2 separate regions of the Sus scrofa genome follow, and region 2 is linked to region 1. Evidence: chromatin contacts called from public HiChIP or PLAC-seq data. All regions are on one chromosome and are shown on one strand. Each heading gives the region's core, a stretch centred on a gene start, on an enhancer-like site or on the middle of the called end of the contact. The rest is flanking DNA. Distances are from core to core; before and after follow the strand shown.

Region 1 (6,434 bases), core at 1,359-3,858:
AACGTTTATGCTCCAGCTTGTCATCCTATAAGCTAGCCCTCTAGGTCCAGGTGTCACCTTCCAGCATGATTTTCTTTGATTGAGGGTATTGTGTTGTGATGAAATCCAGAGAGCTTCTGAAAGTGGTCCCCTATATTTGCTTTTAGAATTTTAAGTGTACGCTTATATGTGGCCCTCTCCTGGAAGGACAAAACGCTGCTCTTTCTGAATGTACAGAGTTCAGCTGCGGCAGACAGAGATGTTAACTCTCTCCATGGATGAAGGATTTCTTATTAGCTTGCTCTAAGGAAACGCTCATCTAGTTGGAGCGTTCAGAAAAGCATCTTTCATTTCTTGGCCGGGTTGTTCCCTTTGTGAAAACGAGGCCATGTCATTAGGGCCCCAGTGGCCTGTGGATTCATTTGCTGGCACAGAAGGGAGACCCGTTTGCATGGTGGCCAGCATGCCCTGTCTGTTTGCTTTGATGGTGAGTGTGTCAGGCTCCACTGCTGAGGAGGATGGCAACCACGGCCCGACAGGCAGGATTTCGGAACAAAGTGTCAGTCAGTAACTACAGGGCTTTGGAAGCCAGGCAAGTTTTGTCACCACGTTCTAAGAACCCAGTTCTTGAAAACAAAAGCAGCTTCCCAGTCTCTGTCTAGGACTTGGATGTATCACAAGTAAGACCCCAGGCAGAGCAAAGCTCTTCAATGTGTACTGGGGACCACAGTGCAGTGTCTTGCCTGGTGTGCTCCCTGAGACGTGAGGAGATGACCTCTGCCTGCCTCTGGCCACTGTGCCCACAAAGAAAAAGCCCTGGGCAGGGACCGTCCCACCCTTTCTTTGTGGCCCAGGGGTTGTTGGCAGCTGAGCAGCGAGGGAAAGTGAAGACGCCTGCAGGCGGTCAGTGTCAGGCCTCGGAATCATTGTTGAAGGCTCAGCAGGGACCCCATGGTTAGAGGAAAGAAGTCCAGATGAAGCAAAATTACTTAAGGAGAGATTAACTTTGGGGGAGTCTCGCTTCATTGGCTTGGCTCAAGTTTTACCTTAGATGTACTTTATGCTGAGTTGTGGGAGGTGGTGAAATCACCCAAGTTTGAAATTCCACCATTTCTCATGAGTGTAGCTGCCCACTTTTAGAATTGTAACACTTCGAAGCGATTTGTGTGTGTGTGTGTGTTTTCTTGTCTTGGTGCCAATGAAAAGCATTAACAGTGATGTCAATCTCTAGGTCATTGTCCCTAAATCTCAAGGTCAGTGGCCTTGTGTGAAACAAATAAATGCTTCTAGAGTGAAGGGGCATAGTGTCCCCCTAGAGCTCGACGAGGAAGTCCAGGCTGATGGGGTGAGCAGTGCATCTGGAGCCAAAAGCTCTCGACTTGAGATCTCAATTTGCCACCGTTTTATTGTAGGTATCATAAATCTCTTCTGTGCCTGATTTCTGATTTGAGATGAAAAGGTCAAAAAGGCTCTTTGTGAAGTTCTTCTTGTGGCTCAGCAGGTTAAGAACCTGACACAGAGTCCATGAGGATTCCGGTTCAAACCCTAGCCTCCCTTGGTGGGTCAAGGATCAAGCGTTACTGCAAGTGGCATAGGTCACAGACACATGGCTGTGGTGTAGGCCTGTGGCTGCAGCTCCGTTTTGACCCCTGGTCTGGAAACTTCTATATGCTATAGGTGAGGCCCTAAAAAGAAAAGAAAAAAAGCTGTTTGCAACCTCTTGAACCTTTGTGTGTGTGTGTGTGTGTGTGTGTGTGTATAACCTTTGTCTTTTTTTTTAATGGCTGCACCCACAGCGTATGGAGTTTCTGGGCCAGGGATTGAATCCAAACGGCAGCTGCAACTACACAGGGCTGTGGCAAATGCTGAATCCTTTAACCCACTGGGTAGGAATGCAGATCAAACTTGCCCATCCACAGGGATAGGAGCCACTGCAGTCGTGTTCTTAACCCACTCTGCCACAGCAGGAACTCCCAACCCCATGAACTTGATAGGGAAGCCTCTGGGGGTGTCTGGAGTGTAGGGTGTGGCTGAGTGGGCAGGTGAGACCAGGAGAGCTGAAGGCTCCTCACTGGCAGCACCCCCAGCGGAACCAGAGCTGCACGGTGGCAACAGATCTCGATACCAAATGGAGGGAGCACAACAGTGTGACTTGAAGAATTGGCTCCTCCTCTGCCTTCTCTGCCCTGGAAAAGCCGAGGCTGAGTTTGGAGACAGCTGCTTTCCTTGGGGCTCTTCCTCTGCGGTGGCTCCTGGTTATGTTGCAGCCTGGCTCCGACACATGGAACTTAAAGCGCAACTGTAGCTCAGTCCCCATTTGGAGCCAACTCCAGACCAAGTCTCAACTCCCTTCTTCCGTTCATGATGGATATGTTTTCTTTCACTTCATTAGGACAGATCTTCAGGAAAAAGGGTGAAAATGAATTGCTCTCTCTCTTTTTAAAAAATTTATACGCAAATTTTAAAAAGAAATTGTTAGCATTTGAAGCCTGATAGCGCCTGCTGTTCCCCCAAGAGACCCTGGAAAGAGTGCCAGGTGATGGCACAAAGCCCCAGTTCGGGAGAGTGGCCTGGAAAGCCCAGTCCTGGCCCTCTGGGTAACAGAGAACCAGGACCCTCTAATCCACGCCACATGCAGTGACCTGAGCAGACCCCACAGGACAACAGAAGGCTCGCTGTCTCCTCGCGGACCAGTTGCTCCAAAGCCCTGGTACAGCTGTGGCCGGCTTTGTAGGGAAGTGCAGCGGGGCTTGATCTTTTAATCTCTTTTCTCCCTTATAGGTATTATAAATAACAACTGGTCTGTAGGAGTACCTGCCAGAAGGGATTGAGCTCTGCATTCTACCCTCAAAAAGGCATTGTTTTGTGTCATCTTACTTCTTAAGTCCTTAGAGGAGAGGGGGGCGGGGAGAACAGAACCCCAAAGCAAAGCTACTTTGTTTTGAGCCAGAAAAATCCAAGTTGAGAAATTTAGAATTGAAATCGAGGTAGGCAAGTTACTCCCAAAGCTCGCATTCCGTAGCACTTCACAGAGCAAAAGCACACACAGGCCCACTTCCCTAAGTCTGTTCATATTCTACGTTAAACCAGCCAATTGGAGTTTTGAATTCGGGTGGACGTGGGGCAGAGCTGGGACTCTGAAAGGCATGGCGGCTTCACCGTGTTGGATGCCCTTTGGTTTCCGGTTGCTTAAAGTCGAGAGAGAGCTAAATGGTCTATTTTGGCTTCGGTTTGTGGGTTCTGGAGGAATTGTGATCTGTTTTAGAGCTCTCTGGGTGGGCACAGAGGTGACATTCTGGTCCCCCTCCGCTCAGATCCTGCAGAAGAGGCTGCAGGGGTACTGGGCTGACACAGAATGCCCTGTTGTTATTGTTTGCTGAAGTTTCTCTCCTTCTACCCTTGAGTTCTAGCAACCAGCTTATGGGTCTCAAGATCCATGGAAGAATGAGTGAATGTGTGTTTTGCTTATGCAGACAGGTGATAAAAAGAAGCAAACAAGGAGTTCCCATCATGGCTCAGTGGTTAACGAATCTGACTAGGAACCATGAGGTTGTGGGTTCGATCCCTGGCCTTGCTCAGTGGGTTAAGGATCTGGTATTGCCGTGAGCTGTGGTGTAGGTTGCAGATGCCGCTTGGATCCAGTGTTGCTGTGGCTGTGGTACAGGCCAGCGGCTACAGCTCCGATTAGACCCCTAGTCTGGGAACCTCCATATGCCCTGGGAACAGCCCTAAAAAAGACAAGGAAAAAAAAAAAAAAAAAAAAAAAAGCAAACAAAAAGTCCCTACCTCTTGGGCAGACATTTGCTACTTACTCCTTAGAACTTAGCTTACTTCTAGATCTCTCGCTCTCTCTTTTTTTTTTTTTTTTTTTTTTTTTGGTTTTTGTTTGTTTTTTTAGGGCCGCACTCGAGGCATATGGAGGTTCCCAGTCTAGGGGTCCAATCAGAGCTGCACCTGCAGGCCTATACCACAGCCACAGTCACGCAGGATCTGAACCACATCTGCGACCTACACCACAGCTCAAGGCCACACCGGATCCTCAGCCCACTGAGGGAGGCCAAGGATTGAATCTGCGTCCTCATGGATACTAGTCGGGTTCATTATTGATGAGCCACAACGAGAACTCCCGTGCAGGGATATCTTATCTCATTGTGGGTTTTGATTTGCTTTTTTGATTAGTGATGTTGAATGTGTTTTCCTGTGCATATTGACCAATAGTATATCTTTAAGTTTTTTGCCCATATTTAACCAGGTTGTTTATTTTATTGTTGCTGAGTTGTAGGATTTTTTGTTTTTTTAATGTTCTGGATATGGGTCCCTTATCAGATATATGATTCACAAATATTTTCTCCCATTGCGTGGGTAGCCTTTTCACTCTGTTGACAGTGACCTTTGATGCATCCAAGTTTTTAATTTTTACGAAGTCTGATGTCTCTGGTTTTTCTTTTGTTGTTTGTGCTTTTGGTATCATCGCCAAAAAATCATTGCCAAATTGCTTTGAGATATTTTAACATATAGCTCCTTTGTCTGTAATACCACAAAACCCATTACTTGTGTAATTTTATCTTTTGAAGGAATTTTGCTTTGAAATAGCTCTTTTTTCTTATTCGGCAATGGACTTTATATAATTTCAGAATTGGTTGATTTCACTCTCGCCGTGCTCTACCATCTCTCTTCTCAAGAGATCACAAAGGCTCATTGTGGAAAAAGAGAAAAGGGAGAGAGAGGGAAAGGCTTAGTTGGAAGAGAGCCTCAATCATTTATATTATAGGGGCTGAGGAGAGAAAGGCTCTATTTCAGAAGTGTGGGGAATAGGAGAGGGCCCTTCAGCAATCATGACTTGTAGGAAGTGTATGACCCCAAACTGGACTGCCATTTGTCCGAGAAGTCTGAGCTCTATTTATTAAAGTCCTTTTCCCCCTCAGGCTGGAAAGATTGTTGAAAATTGGGGACCTTAGGGGCAAACCCCTAGGGAACTGACCCTGAGTCTCCATCCCAAGGACAGAAAGAGTTGTGCCGTATCTGAAACATCTCCAGGTATACAGACAATGACTCTTATAAATGCTCATTCCTTTTTAGAAACCGCCACACATTCCTTTCATTTTTATTAAATGCTGCTGTGATTCTTCCGATGGCTTAGAAAACCCTTTCCCTGCTTGCCAACTCCTCATACTTTACTCTCTCTTATTTCCGGGTTGTAGTCTATGCACCAAGCACCCTTGATAGTAACCACACATCAAAACATCATGGATATTGCTTGGTATAAAGATGCAACTGGAAGGGCATCATAAATTTATACCATCTCATCCTCGAAGAGAAAATTAAACACAGAGAGAGAATGCCTCAAGGACATTTTTCCTTATACTCGATGGTTCCAGAAGAATATTTACGAGGTATATATGTTTTAGCCTTTTTGCATTACCTGTGTTACAAGCACATGTCACAACTTCTGTAACAACTAGGGTTAGGTGAGTTACCTGGCATCAGATGGGAGATTTCCTGCTTGTGCATCTGGTCTGAAGAATGGTTTTCTATGCTAGTAATTGCCCTGCACTGTTGCCTGCACGGTAATTTGATTTAGGGCTACAGAGAGCTGTGGGTATCGGGATTTTTGCAGATTTGAAAAGTTGAATGAGGGCACACTTTTTAAAGGCGATCCTTTTCCAGTGAACTGCAGCTTAATTAGTAGATCCACACTGGCCTGCTTCCAGACTTGAAGGTATCAGTGAATAGCTTTCCCGGGGACAAGGAACGATGGGGAATAAGTTTCTCTAATATGTCTGTTACCGAATGAAACATTAAATTCCTAAAATCCAATTTGGTGCTTGGCTCCTAGGGCCCAGGGCATCCAAGGAACGAGTATCCTGAGAACCCAGCTTCTTGGTGCTGCCTTTTAAAAAGCCATCTTTCACTCAGGAGCTGGCAAATGCATTTCTTCTGCAGCAGTGCATCCTAACTCCTAATGTGAATGTCTTCAAGTGGGCCCCACAGCATAGCCAGAGCTGGGCCTCTGGCCTGGCTTTGCTCCCTCTTTCCTCACTGTACCTGTTTATCAAGGGCTGCAGGCGAGTGTGGTGGAGCCTGAAGGAGAAAGAGAAGCAGAAATCAGAGCAAGTGGCCCAGCCCTGCTCGAAGCTTAACTGGCAGCAGGAAGAAGTGCCGTCAGCTGGCACAGGGGCTTGTGCATGCCAAGCTTTGCTTGTTTGCCATGGAAATCCTGGTTGCAACAGGGGCTGATGCCACTCAGGCAGCAAACGGAAAGCTGCTTTTATGGGGAGGCTGTTTTGGCACCGTGTCCGACATACACTCCAGTCAATCATGGTGAAGTGCCTAATAACAGATGTGGTAATTAAGCCTGAAGGACCCTGTCTCTATTTTTTTATTGCACGGAATAACAAAGTGCCTCATTAAACCTCCAATCATGCTGATTTTTGAATTGGGCATCCTCATGTCGT
Region 2 (6,267 bases), core at 52-2,551, 130 kb after region 1:
AAAAGGATAGATTAATATCTGCAAAACGATGACTCACTTTTACTCATGACAGAGAAAAAGAAAAGGAACTGAATTTTTAGGGGGCAGTGATAATAGAATTGTTATAATTTACTTCACAAGGAAAGACTCCTTTGCAGTTCTAAAATAAACATTATTTAAAAATAAGCTTGTTTCTGTTGATATATGCTCCTATGATTGGGGACAGAAGGTCTGATAGATGATCTCTGCAATTCCCTGTGACTCTGGAAATGAAATGATGGATAAATCATGTGAAACCAGGTTATCTTTGCAATGAATCTCATTGCTCTACTGGGGACCTTGTTACTTTTGTGAAAATTACTCGATAAAGTTGATTGTAACTGGTAGTTATGCTAATCAGCTGGACAAACCTATTAGAGAAGAGGAAACAGATGAGAAATAAAGGATCACTTTATTCTGATTTGCCAATCTGCCCTGGAGTCATTTTTCTTAACCTGCTCTGATTGAGAATGTGCTAATTAATACATCAATCATGATCATCTCTAATGTGAAAAGGTAGCATATACTTTTCAATCTGAAATATATTCCATTCCATCTTCACTGCATTCGTTAAGTGTAATGTAGAGATTTGGTAAGAAGTTAACAAACTAAATCATCAGAGATGGATGAGTATCTGCCTCCCCCAAACCCCACCCCACAAAACATGGTCAAAACTCAGGACTTATTTTTTTCAGGATGGTTTTCAGATTAACCAGATAGTCCCTCAGCTTCCACTTCTATGGAATCCTCAGTGGGATTTGCCCGAGTAGCTCCAGACCAAAACGGCCAGGGTTGTCTGGATCTCGGAAGCAGCTGTCGCATTTTAGCTGCTGTTAAATAGGTGTCCTGGCTCATGATCAGAGCTCAGGACCTGAACTTGAAGAGAGAGTGAAGCCCATGGCAGGTTACCTTTATGGGCATGTCTCTCCACTTTGCAGAACAGCCTTTAGGTTTGCAGCCTCCTTTGGAAAGTAATGCACTGCTCAACTGATTTGGTGTTTCTGCTTAGGAGAGCTCAGAATCAAAACACCAGATAAGACACTGTGGCTGCTTTGTCACTTTTGGGGACATAGAATTTGCAATTTCATCTCAATTTTTCAAAAGAGGTTTGGAGAAAAAGATCGAATATGTGTGAACTCAAGAAAAAAAAAAAAAAAAAAAAAAAAAAAAAAAAGCATGGCAGGCCAAAATGCTGTATTTGACTCTCTGGGGAACACTTAAACCCCCATTGGCTTCGAACAGGCCTGATCGCCTTTCTTCAGCCAGCAGTCCAAGCTAAAATAACAGTGTGTTGTCAGTTCAAGGGAGACACAATGAGGTCTCTGCTCTCTCATGCCTGCTTTACTGCCTGTAGTGTGTGGGAGACTTTCAGATGGAGAAAAGCAGAGACAATCAAAAGAGGAGTTATTTCAGTAGAAACAACTGCCCACCCATTAGCAAGGTTCACGTTATGGGTTGGGGCTGCTTCTGTGTGAAGGTTCAGGCCACGGTAACTTTTCTCCTAATCAGTTTAGGAGCAAAAACTGTAATACAACCCATGGCCTTGTCAGCCTCTTTGGGGCCCTGTAGGGTTTGTGTGCTGGAATCCTCCGAGTGGAAGCGTGCTTGTTCTTCCTGTGTTTTCACTGGGTCTGAGGCCAGCAGTACTAATTATAACTCATTCTTATTGCCTCTCAATGCAAAGAGCATTTCTTTGAGTTGGGAAGTATTCTGACTTAGAAGAAAGAGGCCCCTATGGTATTTTGAATACGAATTGACAAAAGAGACTTCCATTTACTTCAAATAAAACCTAGTGGTTGTTTTTTTTTTTTTTTCAGCTTTGGAATTTCTTTGTGTTTCCTTTAGGCATTTGTTCACTCATGACCAACTCTGAAGTTTCTGTCTTTCCAGATTGAGAGTTAAACACCTGCATATGGATCCATAATAATCCCTAGCTCAGACAGCTAGGGATTACAGCTATAAGTAACATCATTTGTGATATTCTGCCCGCATCTGCCTCAGGGCAGATTAAATGTTTAAAGATGAATTTGGTGGCACAGATTTGTATATTTTTCTGTCTTACACAATGTATTTTCAAAATATTTTAAGATTGTGTTTATTTGTGTGCTTCGGGGGAAGATTTTCTTTGTGTAAACAATTTAACCACCTTTTGCTTCACCCTATCTTTTTTTGCTCTATTTCTCTATAAAAACAGAGTGGGAGAGAGAGGAAGTCACTAAGGGCTCCATGATACAGTATTTTTGATGAATTTTGCCTTCCATAGACAGAACCCTTGGGCTTCTTCTCTGCTCTCTCCTCCTAAGGAAGAAAAATCAATAAAACAAAGAAATTTTATCCCTTCTTCATGAGCCATAGAAAATAGTGCTGGGATTATTTTAATGCTAAGATGATATGATATATGATATAACATATGATGATGTACTGATGTGTATAAGTGGACTTTAAACCTCATAGCATCCCTGCCCACTGCTGCCCGGAGTCAGTCAGTTTTGAGACCATGACCTTGGTCCTGGTTTCTCACTTAGCATTCCAGATGCCCACCCTCACGAACTGTCACTCAGCCTCGCCCTTGTGCCTTGTTTCAGGTGTCCATTGTGACAGCGTGTGTGCTGAGGGTCGCTGGGGCCCCAACTGCTCCCTGCCCTGCTACTGTAAAAACGGGGCTTCGTGCTCCCCGGATGACGGCATCTGTGAGTGTGCACCGGGGTTCCGAGGCACCACCTGTCAGCGGAGTAAGTGTCTCTTTAGGGGACAGCTTCCATCTTCCCTTCTCAGATCCCCTGTTCTGCCCCTCAATTCACAGTTCTGTTGCCCTTGAGGGCAGGGAGAGCATCATAGGTCATTCTGTTCTTGGCAGAGCTGTCCTCCCTCCATAGCCCTGCCCCAAAGGCTTCATTCTTTCCAACCTTTGGGACTCACCTGACAGATGGGGCATTAGCTCTTTCTTCTCTGTAATGATTTTATTGCCTCTCTGGCAGCGCCATCGGTTTCTCAGTCCTGCCTTAAACCTTGCAAATGGTGTTCCAGAAATCCACTGACCTGTGAATATTTTATTCAGCTATTTTGGCATTGGTCTTACCTCAATTACCAGAAGTCAACATCAGCCAAACCTTGCGGCAAAGCATGCATCCTGTGGTAGTCTGAAAGCCAGTGCTCTGGGGAAAGTAGGCTTGTGGTATTGAAAATGGGGGCTGTTGACACTGGTCAGGAGACTTTTTGAATTAGGGAGCAATCCGTAACATTTCAAGAAATCTTTTAGGGAGAGTAATCAAGAAAGGAATACATGATTAATTATAGTGTACCGTATTCTATTTTTTAAATTACTTTTTTTTAATTAAGAGTTCTATGCTGTCCTTCCATACTTAAATCCAAATAGTGTTGGAAAGAATCTAATTATGAAGCATCTTGCTTCTTCTCTTTTTAATCACAATCATTAACCTGGACCATTTTGAGGAGAAACAATCTTTTAATTCTGACTGTACATACATTTATTGCCAGTAATGACTCTTAAAGAATAAAAGATTAACATTGGCTTGAGAGTATTTATTTGGGCCTTGCTAGTATTTAGAATTTTATTTCTTTTTTATTTGCTCAACAAAAATTCTTCAAGCCCCTGCTCTATGCCAGACTTCGAGCTAATTGGGGCCATAAATAGGAAAATAAAGAGAACGAAGACATTTGCCTGCCCTCAAGCAATTCAGAGTTTACTGGCTTCTTTCATTATTAAAGAGCGCTCTTGTTCCTTTTGTTCTTGTTTTATACTTGGAAAATTCTCAGCACCCTTAAAAAGAATTTCTTTAACCCCAAAGTTGAACTAGATCCTTACATGGTATATGAAAGAAACACATCTTAGGGAAGAGAAATGTCTAATGCCTTTCTGTTTTCAGTCTGCTCCCCTGGATTTTATGGGCATCGCTGCAGCCAGACGTGCCCGCAGTGTGTGCACAGCAGTGGGCCCTGCCACCACATCACAGGCCTGTGTGACTGCTTGCCTGGCTTCACAGGCGCCCTCTGCAATGAAGGTAGGGTGCACAGGCTTTGGGAGAAAAATGTGGTGGTGAGCAAGCCCCATGCAGCTGTCCTCAGGCTTCCCAAAGGATGCGTTTTCGGCTAGCGGCTAGCCATGCCTTCTGGTCTGCAGCTTCTGTAAAGATGACTGAGCTTTGAAAAATCTGGCTTGCCACTCTAGATCTCTTTATTCTCTGAGCTGTGCTGGTCTTCACTTTTAATTGGAAACAGCCTTCCATGAAAAATCAATATGCGGAGAGATTTTGACTCCCTGAGCAAGAAGCCATGAAGATTTCTAGCAATTCGGTGATGTCTCCTGGTTTGTGATGCCTTAATGAGGATCTTTGGCTTCAGACATTTGTAAAAAAAAAAAAAAAGAGCCCATTCAGGATGAGGGATGCTCTTGAGGGGAGGCAGCTACCAAATGCACAACTGGGTTGATGAGTTTTAAAATCCTTTCCCATCCCGAGAGTCTAGGGTTCTGTGAGATGAGATACAGTTGTGAGTTTCTGACCTATAATTTATTCACAGTGTGTCCCAGTGGCAGATTTGGAAAAAACTGTGCGGGAATCTGTACCTGTACCAACAATGGAACCTGTAACCCCATTGACAGATCTTGTCAGTGTTATCCGGGGTGGATCGGCAGCGACTGCTCTCAGCGTAAGTCCTGTTTGGAAACGATTCATCGACCATCTATTTACGTTGTGTTCAAATTCTTTAAGACTGAAGTTTGAGTGTTTAAATAATCAAGAAAAATATGTGAATAATTATAAGATTTATTATTTTAATTTTAAATGCTGACCCCCCATTAAGAGCCCTATGAAATGGTCCTCTGGTCCTATATTTAAATCCAGCTCGTATCTTGGAAAGAACCTAAATAGGCAGTAGCATTTTGTTTATTTACAGTTCATTGGTTCTCCATCTGTTAAACGTGGAGGGTCTTATACCCAAAAAATCCATTCAGATTTTCACAAATGTCGGCTATTATTTTTCCCTTGCTCTTGGGCAAAAATGGTACACACAACTATGGGAGAATTTTTTTTTTCTTTTTTTAAGTTACTTCAGATTTATTTATGGTCTTTATTGGGTCACATTCCCTACTGGATAACCATATAGAAATTGTGTTCCCATTATGGCTCAGCAGGTTCAGAACCAATGTAGTCTCTGTGAGGATGTAGGTTCAATCCCTGGCCTTTCTCAGTAGGTTAAGAATCCGGTGTTAATACAAGATTAAGCATAAGTTGCAGATACAGCTTTTACCCACCTTGCTGTGGCTGTGGCATAAGCCTGCAGCTGCAGTTCCAGTTTGTCCCCAGCCAGGAACTTCCATATGCTGCATGTACAGCTGTAAAAAGAAAGAAAAAAAAAAAAAAAGAAAGAAAGAAAGGAATTGTATTTCTTTTTTCAAGTAGTTATATCGAAATATTAATATGAATAAAGAGTAATTCTTTGGTAAATCAAATCATTTTACCCCATAATCTTACATTATTTCACAGATACCTTATCAGAAGTTCTGATTACTCTTCAATGGGCCGTGATCCCTAATGATTTAGTTTGATTATTTCCTGCTTCTTCCAATGAAGTTTTTACTGTAAACCAATTCTTTCATTCACCTGGGTACTTTCACATTTAAAACAAGCTTCTAAGTGACAACTCAAGTACACCCACAGGTACAGGTTTAGAGATCATAGACATGAATTATAAGACCTTGGGTCCCTGAAAAAATTAAAAAAAAAAAAAAGACCGTGGGTCCCTGAACACTCTTGAGTCACATCATTTTGCCCATATGACCTGTGCTCAAGTGTCCTCTTCTCAGAGATGCCTTCCATCAAGGAGTAGCTCTCATCATTTTTGTCCTCTTTATCCTATTTTAATTTTTCTTAGAGTTCTTACTGCCATTGTTTTTTTGGCTGTCCAGCTGGCTGATTGCTTGGCTGGTTGATTGGTTGATCTGCCTGCCTCCCCTAGTAAAATATAAGCTTTCAGAGGGTGTTCTGGACCTTATCTGCTCCTCTGCTATCTCCCTGGGCCTAGAATGGTGCTGGGCTCATAGGCGCTCCGTGTGCATTCGTTACATAACTAAGTCTGTCAACTCAGGAGGAGGTGAGCTCTGCCCACCACCGCGGGCAGTTTGTGAACGGATACCGTGTCGGTAATGCTGGCTGCTGTTGCTGTCAGCCTTGCCATCTGGGTTTGAGCCAGATGTGAAGCACTGTGCTTTCTCAGTCATGATGCTCACTG

Evidence for each region. HiChIP or PLAC-seq counts read pairs in DNA pulled down with a chosen protein or histone mark.
Region 2: an H3K27ac HiChIP or PLAC-seq map of skeletal muscle shows a contact between it and region 1. The contact joins two enhancer-like sites. A contact is called at or near these places in 3 of 47 Hi-C or Micro-C datasets (embryonic fibroblasts, fetal skeletal muscle and heart right ventricle) and 1 of 2 datasets of contacts at active chromatin or transcription factors (skeletal muscle).

What each region holds. Positions count from the first base shown.
Region 1 is chr2:130,241,838-130,248,271 of Sscrofa11.1, forward strand. The region is part of intron 1 of MEGF10 (multiple epidermal growth factor-like domains protein 10); the gene reads left to right. Among named protein-coding and RNA genes, the nearest start is that of MEGF10, 19 kb to the left of the region's middle. Within about 2 kb of position 2,609, at least 6 of the 83 cell types and tissues checked have an H3K27ac peak or open chromatin away from gene starts, as enhancers often do. A contact at or near this core is called in skeletal muscle, where this site is marked.
Region 2 is chr2:130,373,145-130,379,411 of Sscrofa11.1, forward strand. It overlaps MEGF10 (multiple epidermal growth factor-like domains protein 10), which reads left to right. Exons shown (of 27, transcript XM_021084704.1): 15 at 2,604-2,750; 16 at 3,906-4,040; 17 at 4,558-4,686. Among named protein-coding and RNA genes, the nearest start is that of PRRC1, 67 kb to the right of the region's middle. Within about 2 kb of position 1,302, at least 7 of the 83 cell types and tissues checked have an H3K27ac peak or open chromatin away from gene starts, as enhancers often do. A contact at or near this core is called in skeletal muscle, where this site is marked.